2 separate regions of the Sus scrofa genome follow, and region 1 is linked to region 2. The links are chromatin contacts, called in public Hi-C maps. All regions are on one chromosome and are shown on one strand. Each heading gives the region's core, a stretch centred on a gene start, on an enhancer-like site or on the middle of the called end of the contact. The rest is flanking DNA. Distances are from core to core; before and after follow the strand shown.

Region 1 (5,186 bases), core at 278-2,777, 890 kb after region 2:
ACAAGTGTGCAAAGTAGTCAGGAGAAAGAAGGATCCACGACTCGGATCAGAGGAATGACCCTGGGGACCTAGGGGCTGCAGCGGCCGAGATTGCACTAGGAGCCACGTCGGAAGGAGAGAGATGGGCAGAGCGAGGGAGCGCCCCTTTCCTCCGGAGCTGTGTCTGCCGGCAGGTGTGTGAATCTCTGAGAGCCTCTGACTGGCGAACTCTGGGTACCGGCTGCCCAGCTAAGGCTAAGTTGGTTTTTGGCTCCCTCCTTCGGAGCAGGGAAAATGATAGATTGCACGGGAATGGATGGACGGATCTTGGAGAGACGGACGTATGAATGGATGGATGGATGGATGGGAGAGGGTGGGGAGGTGAAGGAGACGGCGAGACTGATGCACGCAGGCTCGAGCGCGAGCATTCGCCGGAACACACGCGCACACAATTAGGACACTCGCGCCCAGGCACACAATTGCTTGCTTACACGCGGGCACCCGCGCACCCACATACACGCATTTGCGCTTGCGCTCATACACACACACGCACACGCAACTCGCCTTTCTCTGAGATCATCAGAAACTAAATGATCACCCCCCACATCCCCGACACAGACACACACACACTGCCTTTTCAGCACGTCCAAACAGACTCGCAGAAAACTGATCACCGACATGGATCCAGTCGGTCCCTCACGGTCCCTCCAAACTAACCTGGTGTACAGTTCAGGGGGCAAAAAGCTAAACCTCTAGTATATTCAACTTGCCGGCAGGTTCCCCAGGTCTTCGGGGTGGCCTGAGGTGAGGCGCTTGGGACTCACTAGGCCAGCGATCGCACCCCCAGGGCGCGGGGCCCTGAGGGGAGAAAGGTGTCTGACGCCGGGTGTTAGAAATCAGGTCACCGGCGACCGGTGAGCTGCGCCACGACCGCTGCGCGGCGGAGGCCGGGCAGCCGGGTCCTGGGAAGCGCAGGGCTCGGGAAACTTTGCAGAAACCGGAGCTCGCAAGGCTTTCGCAAGAACCCAAGAGAGCAGCACGATATCCTCAAGTAGGTCCAGGCTTCCGTTCTCACTCAGCCAGTGTCGAGTGGGAAAGTGACGGTAGGAACAGGTCCACAGAATTTATTTATTTATTTTTATTTTGGTGTTGGCTCCCGGGTATCCCCATAGGGTGCCTCAGGCTGCCTTCGTCGGTGGATGCTGATAAACTTTGTCCTTTCGTTACAAACTTGGGCAACCCCGCCGCAAGAACGGGTCACCTCCCCGAGGCAGGCTGCCCGGCCGCTCCCCGCCTCTCCTTCGGGGATCCCCTCGCCCGGGCCCCATTCTCCGGAGTCAGGGTGCACCGCTTGCACGGGGATCCCCTACACCCGCCGGCCTCGAGTTCCCGAGGACCCCTCGTCCGCCGATCGTTGCCTCTCTGTCCCAGACGGCAGAAAGGCCGCCCCACTCTTACCTTCATTTGCGGGATATACCCTGGAACCGGTGACAGCGTCGCAAATCCCAAAGAGAAACGAAAAGAGGACGAAATAGAAAATCCCAGCCATGGTTCGCCGGTGCCAACGTTGCTCCTGCCGCTTCTATCCCAGTGGAATAAATGCTTAAGTTAGGAGTGCAGCAGGCTGAAGACATTGCCAAGGGGGTGGGCCCGGCCGGTGACGCGCACCCGCCAGTCCCGGGACCTCGGCCAATGGTAGAGCAGAGGGGGCGGTTTGGCCCCGCCCCCACCAGGCAGAGCCGCCCCCGACGTACCGCCCCTCCGGGCTCCGCAGGGCGCTAGGTCTCCCCGGGGTTGGGGTTGCGGGGGGAGGTCTGTGCTGTATCCCGCCCCCGCCGGAGGTAGACGACTGGGTTTCCAGACTGCACCTGGGGTCCAGCACCTGGGGGTCCAGCTCCTGGGCGACAGAAGGAGCTTCGAAAGATTCTGAATTGGTTGAGGACAGTCCGAGGAATGGTGGGAGCCCCCACATCCCCCACGGGCGATTTGAGATGGAGGAAAAGGCTCTTTCATAGCCATTTAAAAAAAAAAAAAAAAGTTTAAAGTTGACCTGCCTCTTTGCTATTGCTCTTTTCTGAGGGTCGAAGCGTTGGCGTCCCGCACGTCCCGACTGGGGCTGCGCCTTCACTCCTGCGCACGGCGACGGCCACCCTCTGCTACCTGGCCCCTTTTTGTGCCTTTGTGGTGCATCTCGGTGTGAAATGCTCTTGGGGAGGGGGGAGATTTGTGGCTTGATAACTCCTTTTCCCAAGCTCCCAGCTGCCTGGAGAGCGGGGACCTAATCAGTCCCTAACGTCGGTCGAGAGCGGCGCTCATCCAGAAGCAGGATTCTATCACGGTCTCCAGAGACTGAACGAAAGACTTTATAGCAACGGAGAAGCCCCCTCTGGCCGCATCTCCGGCCCCGGGATAGTACTCCCCCAAACCTGGCAGGAAACTCCGAGATGACCTTGACTGCGGAGAACCAACTGTGTGTTTCCCGAGGGGAGTCCCTGACTAGCAAGTCCCGGCACAGAAGGCAAAAGCGGAGAGCACAAGGCACACGGGAGCCCGGGAGCTGCCCGGAGTGGTTGCTGCAGCTCAGCGCTCCCGTTGCTCCCCTGCGCTGGTCTGCACAGCTCTTGCAGCCCCCGAAGGCGGTGGTGGGCCAAGGGACCCGCAGAAATCCGCGCAGCTGCGCTCACTGCGGTGCCGCGGGTGTCACTGTGGACCTCCTGGGGGCGCAGGCAGCACGGAGCCCTGGGGTGTCCCCTGATGCCCCGACCGCGGACGCAGCCAACTGAGCGCTGCCGAGACCGCAACGCCGCAGGCGGGCGGGGGACCGGCCCCCTACGCGACTTGGTGAATTCTGCGGACGACTGGAGGTGCCCGATTCCTGAAGAGGCCTCTCTCCTTCCCTCTCTCAAACCAACCCTCCTCTGACTCCCTAAGGGTTAGGGCCGGGTTTTCCTCCGGAGACTGGGTCCCAGCGGGAGCGCGACGGCGGGGAGGTGGAAGCGCCTTTCCCGCTCCCGCAGCAGCTCATCGTGAACCAACCGCGCCACCTGCCGGCCATAAAGGGGAGTGCGCGGCCCCCGCGGCGGGGCAAGTGGACAAAGACCCCAACAAGCAGCCAGCGCGGGGAGGAGGTGTGTCCGTGCGGTATCTTTTCCATCCACCCGCCCTTGTCCTGGGCACCCAGGCCACCCCTGCGGAGTATTGGCGGGCAGCCGACGAGAGGGACGGGGAGTCCTGTCGGGCTTCTCGCCAGCTGGAATTCAGAAGACGGAATCTGAAAGCCTTTCAAGGAGAAACTCCTGGTCAACATCTCAGGGGTTGCCTGAGTAGCTGCTATCTCTGGGGAAAAAAAAAAAAAAAACAAACAAACCCGAAACCTAGATAAAGTAGGAGGGGCCGGAGGGGTGTAGGGAGATGTGGAGAAGAGAGCAGATCGCGGCCAGTTTCTAGTCACTGGCCTCCGTAGAACATCGCGTCTCCTCCACTCGTGCAAACTCAGACCCAGGCTAACGAGATGGGCAACTTTTACTGGAGCACGTTTGCAAGGCGTTGGGCATTAGCCTGTGAGTCGGTGGCCTAGAGGGACAGCTCCTGCGGCTCCAGACATTATGGCTTCTCAGTGAAAGACCTGCTGAAATGTCAGTTTGAAGAAGTGGGTTTCAGCTATTGCAGCTCCTGATTTTACACAAGCAAAAACGGGGTGGTGGTTGGGGATGCACATGGGGGATATATACATACGTACGTGTGTGCATAAATTATTTACAATAACTGCACAAAATCCTTTTAAGGAATGCATTTCTAGGTACTTTCATGTGTCTCCTAGAGTTTTACAGGAAAAGAAGATGAATATTGGTCCCTGTCTTTCTGTATACAGACTCAGCAGAGAAAAAGAGCAATCTGAATTCTTTCTAAACCGTTTTTAAAAAATAGTCGCTGGTTGCCTCTCTTCAAGATTTGAGTTTTGCATGTATGGGTGGTTAAAATGGGAAATTGTCTGCCTGCCTCCTTAAAAAAACAGTAAAATTTCTAAAACATGAACCATCCCCTCCCCCATATGCACACAGAATATTAAAATCTTCCCAGCCACGGCTGCCTGAAAGCAAGGCTTCATTTGCTAGGGGACACTCAGTGTCGTCCCCGTCCCCCCCTTTTCCTCCCATTTTCCTTTTAAGGCCCCAAACCAGCCAAGTAATCTGGGAAAAACTGAACTATAACTTCCTCTTTAAAGCATTTCTGAGCTGAAGATCAGAAATGAAGTGCTAAATGCTGAAGTATTTAGGATAAAAGAATAGGACTGCTTAGATTTCTCTAGAAATATTCCAATTAAAAAGGGAAAAGAGAGAACAAGAATAGGGGAATAAATAGATGAGACAGGATGGGAAAATGTTGGTATTTTTTCATGCTGAATAAAGGGACTCATGTGGCTTGATTACACTCTTCTTTCTATGCTTATGTGTGTTCAGTGTTTTCCATAATAAAAATTACAGTAACAATTTTTTTTAAGACAGAAATGAGCCACTCAAAATTCCTCCATACATTATGCAACCTGGAGGAAAAGCCATCTAATCTAACAGACATGATTCCCTCTGCAACGTAGGGCAAACATGAGGGAGTTCCTGTTGTGGCTCAGGGAGTAGAGGACTCGACATCCTCTCTGTGAGGATGCAGGTTCAATCCCTGGACTTACGCAGTGGGTTGAAGATCCAGCATTGCTGCAAGCTGTGGTGTAGGTCACACATGTGGCTTGGATCTGTGAATGTGGCTGTGACCTAGGCCTCAGCTGCAGCTCCAATTCGATCCCTAGCCCAGGAACTTCCATATGCTTCAGGTGCAGCCATTAAAAAAGGGGGGGGGGCAAAAATAAAGAAAAAATCATAGTGGTCCTGGTCCACCGTCAAGGCATATCTCTGTCTTTATTGGAAACACCTTGGAATTTTCACCTTGGACCCAGAGAGTTATTTATAACAAATCCATCTTTCACTGGAGTCAGAAGCATGCAATAGAATGTCACATAAAAAGTACCTAAAATCACCTAGTTTTAATATCCTCGAGTAAAACTAGCCTCCTAACTGCTGTAAGAATTTGAGAGTATTTTGAATCCAATGAGACATGTCAAAATATATATGCTTATAAGCTTAATAAAAATAGTAAATCAATAATTTGAAGTTTTTGATATAATTTTTCCTCTTTGTGCAGTGCCTGACCTGCAT
Region 2 (5,716 bases), core at 1,189-3,688:
GGTGTGTTACCCTCTTTCCAATTTTTTAAATGTGATATGCTTATTATATACAGAATTTCTGCCAAAGGTAAAGATGGAGAAATGACAATGACAACTGTAGGTCACGATAAGGGGAAGGTCAATTGCTTGTCTAGACACTGTCTTTGATAACAATAAGCATTTTCAGATAGCCAGGGGAAGCATATCCCTTTCAGAAAGGTAACTAGATAAGTAGTGGGTTCTTACATTACCAATAATTGGCCCTGGAATTAAAGTAGAAAAAAATTTCCTTTCCCTCACTGGCTTATGCATCAAACTAGATGTCACCTGCTCTTTCATAAATGAAATTCAGGGCAAGGAGAATAATTTCAGCTTTAATGAAGATGATGCATTGCTAGAAACTATATGAATATGTTTCATATTCAGTATCCTGTAATATATCATATGAATGTTTACAATAACCTCCTTTCATATTATATGAAGTTATATGGACTAAACAGTATCCACATTTAGTTTTATCTTTTGGTCCTTAATATCCTCCTTTCATTCTTGATTGTTCTGATTGGTATGGGATTTGTTGTCATTTGTTTGTTTCTATTTATACTTTTATTACCAAGGATTTATATGTATGTGTGTGTGTGTTTCTACGCTATATATATATATATATATAGCGTAGAAATGTATATATATATATGCATTTCTCTTCTTTTTAGTTTCTCTTTATTGCAAAGGTGAGCTTTGTTGATAGTGAGTAGAATTTAGCCTGAAAAGCATGTTGGAGCTGGCTGAATTTAAACTTCATCAGGTTACAATGCAAAAATATCATGACAAAAGAGTGTGTTTCATCTTGTCTTTTGATGAGCACAGCACAAAGTAGAAATGTTTCCTTTTAACACTGACTGCCAAATTTCTAAACTGGCTCCCTAATTACACCCTTGCAACATGAAGGCTCGTCCATTTGCACATCAGTGGAGAACAGATCCTGTAGCACAGTAGAGGGTGGGTGCTGTCAAATGAACTAGGAGAGTGGGTAAATGACTCTTTTAATGCCTTTTCCCCCAACATTTTATTATGAAAAAATTTTAAACTATAGAAAATTATGAAATAATTTTTCAGTGGACACCTGAATACTTTCCATCTAGATTCTACCCTTATCATTTTATTACATTTTCTTTATCACATGTCTATCCCTCTATATATTTCTCTATCTGTACATCAATCCATCTTATTTTTGTGATGCCTTTCAGAGTGAATTGCGGTCCTGTTCCCCTAAATACCTCAGCTGCTGTAATGGTTTAATGCTTTAATGCTATAATGGTGATGAAAAAAATGGATGCATTTCTCCCAACCAACTTTGAAAGAGCAATTTTAGAGAAGGGAAAAAAGGTAGAGAAAATTATTTTCTAGGAACAAAGATGTGAAGAAAAATAAGTTTTGAGACACCACATGGTGTCATTTTCTAGAATGCTATTCTAGTCCTGCTGGAATTTTTTTTTTCCTCAGTAGCAAGAAAGATTTATGTGACACTCTTTAGAATCAGCAGTTATTGGTATTTACTTGGTAGCAAGTGATGCTTAAATTTGAAAATTGCCAGTGGATTTTGTTTTTATATCACTAAGCAGTTATAGGACTGTTTTGTTCATACACGCTGAGAAACCAAATAGTACAAATGGGATGACCTGAACTTAGAATGAGATAAAAATCATCCTTTCATTAGAACCTTGGTTTGCCAAAATGAGGAGCATTAAACATGTAACAAAGTAATTGAGACACTGTCTCATCTCTGTATATTACTGTGTTGCTCTTTGGCTATATAATGACTTAAACTTACTTGGAGGAGATGGTAGAGAATGTTAAAATAAAATTGCTATCTCTCAACTTAGGGTTCATTCACAGGGGTTGATGTAAATTCAAAGCCAGAGGATAAATCACATGGCACCTCTTTCTGGAGTTTCAATCTTTCTCTCAGGCTAAGTTATCAGAAAAATTAATGTATAGGTTTATCAAACATTTTGCATATAAACCAAATGTAGATAGCTTTATGGAATGGAGATAAAGTTTGTGTTGATTTAAAAATGTTTGAGTCAGGAGAGAACCTGACTGATATTTTATAATTCTGGAGAAGGACTGGCAGTTCAAGTCAAACTTCCAGAAGGGAACAGCAGGTACAGGTGCATTGGGGAAGGTTTTAGGGAATGATGTTGCCTGGGCAGGTGAAGTTAGACTGGGAAAGGCCTCAAATGCCATGCTGATGAATTTGAACTTTATCCCTGAGGCTCCAGGAAGTCCTACTACTCAGTGAAACTCCCAGAAGAGTTTCGCTCTTCTGGGTAAGCTGATATCAGGCATTGTCTAGAGTTTGCTGAGACAGCAAAAATAAACCTAATATTGTGCTATAGACTGTGAGTCAGAAAACCTCCCTTCTGGTTGCACTAACCACCAACCATGTGTGTGAACTTGTGCAAATACCTTGGCCTGCCTGAGACTCAGTCCTCTAATCTACCACAGACGAAGAAACCATCTGCCCTTTTGCCCCCAAAGAATGATTTTGTGTCCCCGGGGGGGGGGGCGTGCCCATGAAAACCCTGGGTAAACGATGATGCACTGAACAATACATGGAATGCTTATTACTATGAGTCACTTCGACTGCAGAGTTAAAGCACCCAATAAATATTTTCATAATTTTTTATAAGTGAGTTTCCAAATCCTGTTTTTTTTGTTTTTTTTTTTTTAAACTCATATAGCAGCCCTTAGTCAGAGGATTAAGGGTTCATATCCCTTCAAGGTTGTTATTTTTCTCTGCTTTTACAGTACCTAATCACAGCCTCCAGTGCAATAATTCTGTAGGAACTTGATAAACATCTTTTGCATGACTCTGTTCCTATGGACAGGTGCCCCACATCTAGCCCTGTTTTATCTCCTGCCCAAACAAGTGTAACTGACTTCTCTCTTGCATTCTTTTTTTCCACATCCAAAATGATAACTTTGATCATTGGCCCACTCTTTGGACTTGAGACTATTTAGATGTCTAGGTATTTTTACAAAGTGATTCATCTTGAGGGTTCCTGTCCACTGTGCTGTTAGTATTCTTTTACCCTCTCCCCTGATCTTATAGCAATTAAGTTCAAGTTTCTTTCCTTTTATCAATACTTGTCCATTCATTTATTCAGACACCAAGGATTAAATGTGTCCTTTCATTGTACAGCACTAGACTCTGGGAAAATAATAGGAAATTAAAACTTTTTGTCCCAACCTGAAGGAGCTCCTGAAGGGGTGGGAAAAACGAACCTGTATGAGATTGCTTGTAAAGTACTGTGAGAGGACTGGGATAAAGATGTGAACAAAGAGTTGTAGGACTTCCAGGCAGGCACTGAGTAAGCCTGTGTGGAATTATCTGGGCTGGCTTTACAAAAGGGGGCATTAAAGAATATTAAAGAACTTTTTTTCTTTTATTTATTCATCTAGTTGTTTGTACTCCAAATTGTTCCAAAAAATGGGTTCAGGTGAATCTCACAATCTTTGAAAAGGTAAGGGAGGAAATCAAGATACTGAAAAAAAATAGAGGAAGAAAATAAAATAATGCCCTGATGATGTTAGTCCATAAAGAGTAACATTATTATATGTAGGGTCACAGATGCGGCTTTGATTCATTCTTCTAAAAGGAATGAGTGTGATTAAGACAAATGCAAAGCAGCTCATGGGGGACCTCAACTATCCCTGGTACTGGGAGACCTTCCCTTGGTTCTCACACAAAGAGAATCCTTGTGAAACATGACAAACAAGTCTTTTGAACCACATCACTGTAGTCAACAGAATAACAAGCTTCATGGGTTTGGTCTCACGTTATTTCTTAATGGGGGCTGATGGCATAGCGTCCATGCCAAGTTCAGTAAAAGAAATTCCATGTTGTCAAGTATACAGTTGAGAACAATGGATGCACTTTGGCCAGGTGGGGCTGGCTTTGGAGCTGAGGAAACAAAACGAACAATAGCAGAAAGTTGTGAAAGTGCCTGGAGTGGCTGTGGAAGTTTGCAGAGCTTGGCGTGGCTGTAGTGCAGGGTGTGTCTGGGAGCTCCACTTTCCATTAGGATGAAATCCAAACTCCTTAGCATGGCAAACAAGGACCTTGATGAGCTGGTTGCCTGCCTGCATTTCCTGATGCAGTCATTGCCACACCCGTTCTCCATTGTTAAACCATAAATGCTTTTTAAAAATTATTATTACTATTTTCATTTTCTAGATATCCTCATTCTCTATCTTCCTTAAAACCTCAGCCTGCCTAGAATGTCATAACCCTCCACACACCTATCTCCATCTACCAAGTCTATTTCTCTTCCTTTTTCAATACTCAGCATCTTCAATCAGCTCTGCAAAAAATGTTCCAGACTGACCCTAACATGCCTCTTCTGGACTCCATGATGCCTTTCATCTCTCTCCTTCATGCCTCTCATTAGTGTTGTAATTCTATTTGGAAATCTTTGCTTCTTTGGTCTGTAATACAGTGATAAGATTCTTTCTCATTCATTTTCATTTCTCTACCATCTAGCAGTGTCTTACCTAAATAGGCATTCAGTAAAAATGTATTGAAGGAGGGAAACAAGGAAGGAAAGAAGGAAGGTGAATAGGGTGATAGGTAAGAAATGATACGGGAGTACTTGGCTGGAAACAGATTGCAAAAGGCCCCATACCCATGCTAATGATTGTGGACTTTATTTTATAGGAAATGGAGAACCACTGAAGGTGTCCATATTAAGGAGTTAATGGCAGAGTCAACAGTTAGGAAGGAGAACCAATAGCACTGTGTGGGTAGACCTGGGGGCACAAACAGACCAGTTGACATGGACTGCAGTTGCACTAGTATGAATTAGGACAACACAGAGAGGGCAATGAGCATGAGGAAACAATGCAAGTTAAATTGTCAAGACCTTGTGGTTATTTTTTTTTTTTTCTGAAACTGTTTTAAAGACACTGCCTGACATACACTCCAGTTCACCAAGTTCTTTCCTGCTCATACTTATTATTTTTAAATTGGGATATAACATACCAAAAGGGCATCAATCTTAAACACACAACTCAAGGATTTTTTATATATTTATGTAACTATCATCTTGATCAAGAGAAGGTGCATTTATCACGTGTAAGAGGGCTACTCATGTTCTTTCATAGTCAATATCACTCTCCAAAGGTAGCTGCTATTTTGATTTGTATCACCACTGATTAATTTTGTCTGTTATTTAACTTTATGTAAATGGAATTTACAGTATTTACTTCTTCACATCTCCCCTCTATGTTGCTGTGTGCGTTTATAGATCATTCATTTTCATTGATGCATAGTATTCCATGCTACAAAATGCATCAAACATTTTAATCCATCCTGTTGATTGTTTCCTGTTGAATAAAATTTTATCATTTTAATACCTTAAATTGTTCCATGAGACCACTTTGACTCTGAAAGCCATTTGCATTGCAAAAAGCCTGGGGCTTAGAGTCCAGCCCTGGCTATGACAACTCTTAGCTTCATAATGTTGGCAATTTATTTCACAACTCTTAGTTTTATTTTCCATAGAATTGGAGTAACACTCTGGACTTACGCAGTCTTGAAAGCCAAGTTGGGCCAGACCTCCTAGTAAGTGGGATGTCTCTCTGCCAAGATACCAGACATAGTGAAACTGATTCACATAGTATTGTAGCTTTAGCACCTGGTACATATTAAATGCCCCCAGTTGTTGAATAAGCA

What was found. Hi-C and Micro-C count contacts between places; a contact is called where the count stands out from the background.
Region 1: a Hi-C map of embryonic fibroblasts shows a contact between it and region 2, with 2.7 times the contacts expected there. The contact joins the promoter of EPHA4 here to the enhancer-like site in region 2. A contact is called at or near these places in 1 of 5 promoter capture datasets (fetal liver) and 1 of 47 Hi-C or Micro-C datasets (embryonic fibroblasts).

The regions. Positions count from the first base shown.
Region 1 is chr15:123,500,232-123,505,417 of Sscrofa11.1, forward strand. It overlaps EPHA4 (EPH receptor A4), which reads right to left and starts at 1,528. Exons shown (of 17, transcript NM_001134967.1): 1 at 1,438-1,528. The coding sequence starts at 1,528.
Region 2 is chr15:122,604,578-122,610,293 of Sscrofa11.1, forward strand. All of the region lies in intron 4 of LOC110256949 (a long non-coding RNA gene), which reads left to right. Among named protein-coding and RNA genes, the nearest start is that of EPHA4, 890 kb to the right of the region's middle. Within about 2 kb of position 2,439, at least 6 of the 83 cell types and tissues checked have an H3K27ac peak or open chromatin away from gene starts, as enhancers often do. A contact at or near this core is called in embryonic fibroblasts, where this site is marked.